Linked DNA regions of Zea mays: region 1 is linked to region 2. Evidence: chromatin contacts called from public Hi-C data. All regions are on one chromosome and are shown on one strand. Each heading gives the region's core, a stretch centred on a gene start, on an enhancer-like site or on the middle of the called end of the contact. The rest is flanking DNA. Distances are from core to core; before and after follow the strand shown. Region 1 overlaps LOC109939201 (a long non-coding RNA gene). Region 2 holds the start of LOC100192857.

Region 1 (5,420 bases), core at 2,749-5,248, 120 kb before region 2:
TTATATGTCCCCGTTGCAACGCACTGCACTCACCTAGTAGAGTATGAAGCCTCCATAAGCTAAAAAAAGGTGCATGAAAAATGTGACTTGTATGATTGTATCAGGTCAACAAATGTAGTTAATGTGAGTTTTAGGTGGCAATGTTTCTTCTTGCTTACAGAAGGTGAAGATTATTAAGTGTTAAGATTAATTATTTGTTCCATCATAATAATTGAAAAAACTAAAGCTCAGTGCTCCAAGGATGCAGATCCAATCCTGCCTAAGTCCAAGAAGAGTGGATTTGTCAAAAACCGTGTCTTGCTCTAGGACCTCACCTCCGCTTTGCATGGGGCTCAAGGGATGGCAGCTGGCTCGGGTGGACCAAAAATTTGGCCACGATCTAACCTGCGGGTGCAATTCTAAACCCGCATATGAACCCGTCAAGTTTTGAGTCATCCCATATTTTTACTTAATGAACACTTTCAAACAATAATTCAGCTGTAAACAATTAAAAACCAACAATAATTGAGTTATATCCATGGATCTTAAGCCTTCTCACGTCTAGCGGCAAGAAAAAAATCATGAATCATTAAGGCAAGTTACCTTTTCAAGATAATTACTATTATGTCTTAATCATTTTAGGGTCAAGTGCAAAATTCATGAATCACGGCGCAAAATAAGGAATGAATCAAATTTCGTGTCGGGTGTGGGACACTCGTGGGTCGAAATAGAAACTCGGACTTTGGGTCGGGTGTAGGTGCACCGCATGTCTAGTGTCCCTGTGTAGCCATTTGCACGAACACTCATGCACGTACATATAAATAATGTGTAAATAATTCATGATTATGACAAATTATAAAAACTGATGACTAATAGCCTGGCCAAGGTGCGGGTGCGGTGGAGGCCACCGCGTCGGGCATTGGATGGGGAAGCAACGACGAGCACGGGGCGACGTAATTCGGGCGCAAGTCCACAGCGGTGGGTGATGGGCGGGGAGACGTTGTCGGACGTAGGGCGGTCGACGTTGGTCGAGGCGTGGGAGAGGGCAGAGCATGGGGAGGAGAGGTGGCGCGGGAGAGGGGTAGGACTGGGAGTGGGGGGGAGGAGGTGCTTGGTGCCAATTTTTGAGTTCCAACTTCTCCCCCAAAAGTGACTCCGGCTTCTAAATACTCTTCGTTGAGAGCTGTTTTTTTGGCACCATTTGAAAGGGCTTCTGCAGGAGCCAAAGCTGATTTGGGAGCCCTGCCAAACAGGGCAACATATCAGGTGCAAACCAAGTTTCCATGCAAACCAGCTAACAAAAGCCACAAAAAAATCTTAAAAAAATTATAGATGTACTTCATTGCCTACTCTAGCACTGTATAAAATTTCAGGTTCAAAGCCATCATATGTTAAGAGGTAAAAAAAGAAAATTCCGAGATACAAAAAAGTGAAATTATCTTAGAATTTTCTCTTTTGTATCTTTTAATATATGATGAATTTGACTTTGGAATTTTATATAGTGGTAGAGTGGGCAAATAAATATATCCATATTTTTTTCCAGAATTTTGTGACTTTCGTTAGTTGGTTTGCACGGAGTTTGCATACGTTGCCGCTAAACAGACTGTAAGGAAAACTATACTTTCTTTCTATTTTAGTGAACTGTAGTAGCCGCACCTCAATTCTTTTATTATTGCACAATTGCATTGCAATATTACTATTTTAAAGAACAAATAAATGAAGGAACAGAATCATACACATCTTCACCGTAAATTTATGGCAAAATCGAAGGAACAACATATAAAGCAGGGATCCAATATTAGTTTGTAAATTTATGGCTACTAAATATCTAAGGGATAAGGGCCTGTAAGACCCTGGATGCGTCCTCGATAGACTCTAACATAATACATGACCCAACAAATTAAAAGATGGTGACGCAGCACTGTGTCAGTTTTTGGACACTAACGTGTTTCGATGATATTCGTTGATTGTGAAGGAATTTTGAAGTGAGACTAGTTAAGTTTCCTTAGCCTTCTATGCATATAAAGAAGGTCGAAAACAGAAATAGATGTCGAAGCTAAGTTGAGCTTGGACTTCCTCGTGTTGTAGACGTTCCAGTTGAATCGTTGATCCTATTCGACTCTTTGGTCATTTTCAAGTATTCTTGATTCACTCTAAGGTTCCTAATTAACAAAAAAAAATGTGCTCACCAGTTATAAGTTTACAAAATAATTGACTAGAAAAGAACACACATGGAGATTCAGTTGACGTGTTGGCACTCTTGTAACTGATCTTACAATGTATCAAAGAAGTAATATTCTCATCACAAATACTGTGAACCAATCACGCTATTCGCTTCCAAAGATGCCCACAGTAATGTTACGAGATTTCGTCAACTGGCTTCGTAAGCAGTTCTCTAATAATAACAAAACATCTCAGGGATGGAAACTAGCACTAGTAGGAGTAAAAACCATAGAAATCTTCTAGTATCTGTTTCAGAAATCCAAGGCATACACTCCTGTTCTCTGTCTATTTTATGTGCCTATTTCATTCTGAAGATTCTCGTGTGCTCATTTAAATTTTGAGGTTTTTCATGATTGCCAATTAGTTTATTTAAGGCTCCGAGTTCATGCCTGTCAAAATCATGCTACCTTACCAACGTAGCTTAATTTTGCATTCCTTGATTAGGTACAAAAAAATGGGCACAACAGATGTTTGTAATGCTTTGCGTGTTTAGACTTTAGAAAACTTACTAGCAAGTAAGCAATCATATGATATTGCCACAGATCATTGAACGAATAAGTACGGAGGCACGGAGCGTTCCTATTATTGAAGTAAAATTTGGCACCTACATCTTCACCCGCAAATGAAATTATGAGATCAAGACACCCTTTATCTAAAAATATTAGGGAATGAATGGAGCATGGTACTGCCTTGTCAGCTCCCACTTGTCCTTGTTCTATGTAGCAACCACTTAATAACGCTATACTAGGATCTTTTATAGCTGGCTGCCTGGTTTTATCCGCTTCTTTAGTGCATCATATCCTTTCCATCATCCAGCAACTTTCCAAACCTACTTTTCACTCGATGTATATATACTCGAGCACTAACATAACAACTGTGAGCGCAACAACGCCAACAGATGATGCGCTGCGCGTTATAATTGGGATTCATACAGTTAGTATTATTAGGAAAAGAAAAAATCGAACCCCCTAACCTGATGTCCCTATCAAATTGATGATCCTGGTTGAAGCTGAACGCTGGAACGCCATCCAGATTTTATTATTGTCCAGAGAAATCAAGTGGTTGTTTTGTGCGCTTGTCAATCATTTCTGACATCACTTCCTGTTGATGAAACCAGTGGAAGAAATCAGCAAGGCGATAAATAATAGCTACTACTCCTGTATAATGACAGAACAGCGACAGGAATCGACGTATTCTGATTTGACCTGTCACGCTACTACGAACGAATCAGCGGTGCCTTTCACTGGCGTATTTGTTGTCGTTTCATTACAACTTGCACTACTATTGGGTCAAATCTTAGTATCTGACGGCAGATTTTAGTGTGAGCTCATCTGCTACGCACTGATGCGGCATTGAGACGCAGGGAAAGAGATCCTCCCGTGTTGCTGCCGGAATTCAGGCTCGAAGCATGTTTATTGCCGTGCAATTCAAGTACTAATTATTCCGTCCGTCGTCACAAGGAGTTGTAGTCAGTTCAGAGTCCAGACACGTTTAGGAGGCAGAGGCACTTCACAGTATGGTTCTCCACCATCTGATCTCTTGATACCACAACAGAATGAAAGCGAAGCGGCCACATAAGGAAAAAAGACCTCATGGACCAGCGGTGCGCGCGCGGACGTTTCTATCGGTAAGAAAGGCTTAAGAATTGCATCAGAAGCAATGCTCCGTGCCTTTGTGTAACGACGACCTACCAGCCAGGTTGGGTGAGATCAGGCAGATCAGACGGAGGGCGCGTCAGGCCGTCCCGTCGCTGCCCATGGGCGTGAGGCATCCATCCGTTGCGACGCAGCACTCGTGGCGCACGCGATGTGCCACCCGATACAATAATTGGCGGCCTGCCTGCCTAAACATTAGGTGGCGGGCGTGCAGGTGCGCCGTCCTGTTTTTTTTTTTCTCCCTCACTCCGGCCATCGTTTTCTCGACGGACTTTTTCCAGCCCCCTTTCCCCCCGCCCCGGTAACGACCAGACCAAACCGCCTGCGCCTGTCATGTATTGTGATTATTGGAGAGGAGAGCAAAAGTGACAAGACAATCCGATATTAATTACTCTACGTGCCCTAAATACAATGGCCGGCCCGCGTCGCTATATGGGCTGTGGAGGAAGAAGCTACGGCGAGCTTGTGAGACATGCTCTGCATGCTTTCTGCTACTCACATCGCCATTGCCCATGCCCGGACCGGACGAAGTGGTGATGGTCTGACATAAAACAGCCGGAATCTTGCATTCTCTCGTCCCATTCTTGCGAACGACCGATTCAACCGTATTTTATGGCGTTTTCAGTCGGTGGGTGCAAGGATCATAACTCCTGATGCTGATCGGACTGAATCAAGGATCATGCTGGAGACAGCACAAAATCTGAAATGGACTCTACGAACAGCCGGTATATATATACTCTGTATACTCTTTCTTCGTCCTAAAAAAATATAAAATATCGTGTTAGGTCTCTAACCAAATATCTATAAAACCGTCGTTTAGATGTTTTCTCGGATTAATACAGTTAAAAGCCAAGGGATAAGAAAAGCCTCAAAGACAAAGTAAAGAAGACGCCTTCATGCGAGCTCTAAAGCCGAAGATGGCGAGGATCCCAAGGAAGCAGAATTAAACCTTAGAAGCTTTCCATATCGTCTTCTAGCGAAGGAGGCCCAAGGTGGACTCCAACAAGGGAAGTTCTACATGATACGACGTAGATATAAAAAGACCAAATTGTACTTAATTAATTGAGAAGTGTTATTGTGTAGTATGGCTGGCAGAGCGGTAGTTTCATCCCAAGTTGTATACCGGCCCGGTCTTATAAATAGATGGACAATATTATTGTTGTAACACCCAAAAATCCTATTTTTGGGATCTATAGAAAATTCATCTCGAGAACTAAATAAAAGTGTTTTCTAAGAGAAGATGGAATAAAATAATCATCATAAGACTTGAATTACTCTTTGAATAAACTATATAATTAGAAATACTTATAAAGAAATATATACGACTTAAAGTAATTCTTTACATTGGACATTGATTTTCATAAAGTAAAATGAATATTTATTTGAATTAAACTTTTAACTTTCGTCTCACATTCAAACTTATTTGTGTGTATTTCATATACGAAACACTTGCCTAAATAAAGCAAGAAAATAATTAGTGTAAAAAGTATATCTATAAATATATTGCATCATGCTGGATATTTTGGTTGTTGTGTTTTAGTTTAAATCTAAAATATGAATCTT
Region 2 (5,406 bases), core at 1,349-3,848:
TGGGGATCTTGGTTACTTTTTAGCTTGATGCGAATGATGTTACCTGTAAAATGACAAGTTTGTGTGAATAAAATCCTGAAACAAGTGATTGGTATCTACTCAAAAACAAAATAAAAAACAAGAAAACAGTTTCACCATTCTTAGCTTGGCTGGGACTGGGCAGGACAGCCTTTCTTCTCTTGCTGCTGTCCTGCGAGCTCTCAGGAGAGTCACGAAACATCTGTACAAAACAAGGAGCTCCATGCTCTTCTGAGAGTCCACTCTTCTCCAATAGCTCAGCTGATTCTTTGAATACTTTTTTGGGCTCCTGATCACCTGTGCTGACATCTTCGAGCTTTCTCTTCTTATGGTTGTGCTTTGAATGTTTGGACGTCTCACCCAGTTGGGGAGCTTTCTTGTCACTCCTTTTATCTTTCTTCTTGTGAGCCCTTTCCCTTTCTTTCTGAAGCTTCAGCCACCAGAGCAATCGTCAATTCTGATTTAGAACAGACGACGGGATGCAATGCAGTATTTTTGCAATATATGAATTTTGATATTTACAAGGACACAAGAAATGGTTGTAGCATTTGCACAGTTCAGACAGTGATGCTTCACAAAGATTGTTCAATTATCATTGACTTATAATTACACAGTTAGCCAAAGAATTGCATTCAGTTTACAATCATGTTGAACACATTACTTTCTTGACAACAGTTAAGACCTGCAACACTGCACACTCTAGAACAAAAACTTTCAATGAACACAAAAGGTGTCAGTTGCTATTGCTATACACGGCCAAAATAATCCTGAACTCCTTTGCCAACAGAATAGTGGCACAAATTACATCAGACCAGAAAAAAAAAAGAAACATAAATGCAGTACCGACCCACAGGAGCACAGTAGCAAAGAAGGAACCCTAAAACAGTAAAACAAGATATGTAATTCCCATTCAAACTAATTTGTCTTTCCAACAACACAAAAGGGCGTCAAATACTAATGCTACCCCGTGCTAAGGAACACAAAAAGAACAGCACAACATGGCAACCGATCCTTTTACCAAAATATGATATTGTATAAAAATTAATTTAAAATTCAACTAAGAATTGACATACACACACTTAGGGATGAAAGTGGATATCCAAATTGTTTAGACAAATTTAATATTTTAAAATAGATATGTATGAAATTTCATGATGATCTTTTCTTATGTTATCAAACACATAATTATAATTAGAATAAAATTTGTATAAATTGTTTTATGCATTTTTCGCTCCTTACAGCAAAAAAGATGAAAAGAAAATATCTGATTCCATATTTTTATATGTATCCGAATTTCATACCTATCATTTGAGAAAATATATGATACAAATAAGATTTACCTTTTATTAATCTTTACAGGCTCAATGGCAAAAACAAAAAATACAAATTTGCATAGAAGATTATATATCTTATTTATTCGCAATCAAAGAAAAATAAATAAATATCCAAATAAGTATCCATTTTCATCCCCCACTATTTACACAGAAAATTTTGTGCAACATCTAATTAAACAGTCACAAAAGCACCCATGCGTCATATTCTAACCATGCAAATTTGGCCATAACAGATCCCTCCAGCTCACGCCGATGTAATGCTAGGGCGGCTAAATGTGAGATACAACAGTGTCGAATCAAATTTCTTGTCCTAGCATTCTTTCAATGTTCCTGATAATCATGCAACCAGTATTCAAAAATCGGTCTTAATCAATCTCTAATAGGTGCCATCCAACTTAAATTTTTAAATCGATCTGAATGGCATCGAGTAGCTAAGCTACACAGGTCCAGAATTCGAAAATCGGACTTAATTAATCTGGACTAGCGGTCATCCAGCTTAAAATTTTAAATCGATCTGAATGTCATCGTGTAGCTAAGCTACACAGGACGAATATTCGAAAATCGGACTCAATAAATCTCGACTAGCGGCCATCCAACTTAAAATTTTAAATCGATCTGAATGAGATCGAGTAGCTAAGCTACACAGAATTCAGACACTTCCCTCTGACTCCGGGCTCCGACTCAGGGCTTGTTCGGTTATTTTCAATCCATATGGATTGGAGGGGATTGATACGGATTGTGAGAGATTTTGACTTAATAGAGATTAAAACCTCCACAATCCATATGGATTGGGGTAGAACCGAACAAGCAGGTTAGCTTTCCCAGCACGTGCGATACCCAAATCACACACGCACAACCCACAGATCCTAGCAGCAACAACCAGGAAGAACAAACGATCCGGTGTGCGTGTGTAAATCCGAAGGTTCAACAAACCTTAGCGGTCGACTCCGCCTCGGCCACGGCCACTGGGTTTCCCAAGTACACAGGCGGCGGGTAGGGGAAGCACCTCGACATGACCGACGGTCGACCGCGCTCTACCCCTTCGAGAGATCACAAGGATTGGCGGCTTTGCCGGCCTAATCAATCGCGAAGCACCCGAAATCGATCAAATCAACCGAATCGCTCGGAATCGATCGATTCGCGGCAAGGAAACCACCGGAAATTTTCGGGCGTGGCGGGATTTGGTTTTGGCGCGGCGGCTAGGGTTTCGCTACGGGGAAGGGGGAAATTTTCCGGGGCCGCGGTGGGAGAAGGAAACTAAAAGGCTTCCTAGGTAAGGGATAGACCGCTATTTAAAGCCGGGCGAGAGGAGGCCGACTAGTGAGGGGAACTAGCGGGTCCGTATCCGTTTTTCCGGGACGGAGTCCCTGACAGCATGGCACAGGTCGGTGGTGGGACGTTATGTCAGTGGTACAGATCTATGTGCGTGCGCTGCACCTCCGCGTCACGGGTTGAGCTAGGTTAGGAGCGTGTGGGTCCCGCTTGCAGGAACCGGCCGGGGCCCGGGGGCAGGGGCGCACGAAACGTGAATCTGGGCCCACTGCGCTGAACCGACCTAGGCCATGTTTGTTTCGGCTTCTGGCAGCTTCTGGCCACCAAAAGCTGCTGCGGACTGCCAAACGCTCAGCTTTTCAGCCAGCTTCTACAAAATTCGTTGGGGGCAAAAACCATCCAAAATCAACATAAACACATAATCGGTTGAGTCGTTGTAATAGTAGGAATCCGTCACTTTCTAGATCATGCGCCTTATGAACAACTTTATCTTCCTCCACAGGTAATCGTAATGATACCCAGATTCTCCCTACAGCCAGATTCTCCCCACAGCCAGATTTTCAGAAAAGCTAGTCAGAAAAAAGCTGAACCAAACAGGCCCCTAGAACCGTCGCCAACCCGCAATCACGGATCAGCACACGTGGGTGGTGAGGATTAGAGATGGCAATGGGTACCCGCGACCCGATACCCGATGGGTATTTACTCCATTAGGGTATGTATATGGGCTAAATATTCTACCCGTGGGTATGTTATTGGGCAAAAATCTTTACCCAATGGGTAAACGGGTATTAGAACGTTCCGCCTTCACCCATACCCGTTAACCCGTGGGTTTAAAATACCCAATATAAACTTATCCGAAGCATGAACTTGGACTTTAGTCATCCAACTTTTTTACTATTTAACAACAATTTAATGACCATGTAATGGAACATGTAATGTGCTATGTAGTACTATCATAGTGTTACTAGTTTATCCAATTATCTTTGGTGTGTTGAATGGATGGTTAAATGATGCTAGAAAATTTTGTAATGGTATTTATATGGATATACTTGCCATTTGTATAATATAATTTTTTGATAGTTGTTTAATTTTCGTGGGTACGGGTGACCCGATGGGTGACCCATACCCACATGGGTATGGGTATGGGGGTAAATCCATACCCGCCAGTGTATATGGGTGACCCGATGGGGTTATTTTTGTGTCGTGGGTATGGGTATGGGGTAGTAATACCCGGTGGGTATTTACCCATTGCCATCTCTAGTGAGGATCTGCGGTGCCGAACGAATCGCGATTCGCTAGGCGGCTAGTCGCACGCAAGTGGTACAGAAGAATTTATCATGTGCGCGAGACCAAGAGCTAAAAATTACAGGGCCTGTTCTCCAACGACTCAAATATCACGCAGACTAATTTGAAACCCTCACTTAAAAATTTACTCTATAGTGTTGGAATATGTGCCCATACCTTAACCAGGGATGGGGAGTAGTATTAATAGAGAAGTAACTGGGCCAGGCCCATTACAGTGAGGGGTGAGACGGTAATTACAACCCAAACCCTAGACTCCTAGACGGGTAGTCTAACACCCCCCCGCAGTCACAACTCTATCATGTACAGATGTTGAGACTGGATCGAAAGTCTAGAAATACGCTCGACGGCAGTCCCTTGGTGAAGATGTCGGCGAACTGCAGCGTGGTGGGGACGCTGAGAACCCGAACGTCACCGGCAGCGACACGCTCGCGGACGAAGTGAAGGTCGATCTCTACGTGCTTCGTGCGCTGATGCTGCACGGGGTTGGTGGAGAGGTAGACCGCACTGACGTTGTCGCAGTAGACGAGTGTGGCGCGCTGAAGAGGACTGTGGAGCTCGTGGAGGAGCTGGCGCAGCCAGGAGGCCTCGGCCACACCGTTGGCCACGGCGTGGTACTCGGCCTCAGCGCTGGAGCGAGAGACGACGGGCTGCCTCTTGGCGGCCCAAGAGACGAGGTTGGCGCCCAGGAACACGGCGTAGCCGGAGGTGGACCGGCGCGTGTCGGGACAGCCAGCCCAGTCAGCGTCGGTGTAGACCACGAGCTCCGACGTCGGGGATGGGCGGAGTAGGAGGCCGTAGTCGAGGGAGCCGCGGAGGTAGCGAAGAATCCGCTTGAGCGCAGTGAGATGGGGCTCCCGCGGAGTGTGCATGTGCAGGCACACCTGCTGGACAGCGTAAGCGATGTCGGGCCTGGAGAACGTGAGGTACTGGAGCGCGCCAGTGAATCTCCGGTAGGACGTCGCGTCGGCGACCGGAGGCCCGTCGTCCTCAGAGAGCTTCGCCTGAGTGTCGACAGGCGTGGAGCAGGGCTTGCAGTCAGACATGCCAGCCCGCTCCAGGATGTCCACTCCGGGGCGCTGGGTGAAGCCCCGAAGGATCCACCGGGCCTTGTAGCGGTCGAGGGAGCCGTCCGAGGTCAGCTTGTGGCGAAATAGCCACTTGCCGGTGACCACGTTGGTGCCTGGTGGACGCGGCACCAGGTCCCAGGTGTGGTTGGCCAAGAGGGCCGCGTACTCCTCCTCCATAGCACGACGCCAATGTGGGTCGGTGAGGGCAGTGCGAACGGAGGAGGGTACCGGGGAAGCGTCGGGTGGAGTGCTAGTCGTAGCAGCTGCCAGGATAAGTCGGTCGACGGGGCGGAGAACGCCAGCAGCGCGCCGAGTCACCATCGGGTGGACGTGCCTGGGGTCGCGGTGGATGACGACCGGGTGGTATACAGACGACTCGGAGTGAACCGCCGGGACGTCGGGAGCGGCTG

What was found. Hi-C and Micro-C count contacts between places; a contact is called where the count stands out from the background.
Region 1: a contact with region 2 is called in a Hi-C map of leaf, with 6 times the contacts expected there. The contact joins the enhancer-like site here to the promoter of LOC100192857 in region 2. A contact is called at or near these places in 13 of 25 Hi-C or Micro-C datasets (bundle sheath, ear, leaf and 3 more) and 1 of 3 datasets of contacts at active chromatin or transcription factors (seedling).

What each region holds. Positions count from the first base shown.
Region 1 is chr1:32,624,294-32,629,713 of Zm-B73-REFERENCE-NAM-5.0, reverse strand. LOC109939201 (a long non-coding RNA gene) reads left to right here. Exons shown (of 6, transcript XR_002265657.2): 5 at 4,483-4,582; 6 at 4,678-5,022. Among protein-coding and RNA genes, the nearest start is that of LOC109939201, 10 kb to the left of the region's middle. Within about 2 kb of position 3,998, at least 18 of the 20 cell types and tissues checked have an H3K27ac peak or open chromatin away from gene starts, as enhancers often do. A contact at or near this core is called in bundle sheath, ear, leaf and 4 more, where this site is marked.
Region 2 is chr1:32,506,334-32,511,739 of Zm-B73-REFERENCE-NAM-5.0, reverse strand. LOC100192857 reads right to left here and starts at 2,598. Exons shown (of 3, transcript NM_001138046.2): 1 at 2,286-2,598; 2 at 136-442; 3 at 1-43. The coding sequence starts at 2,366.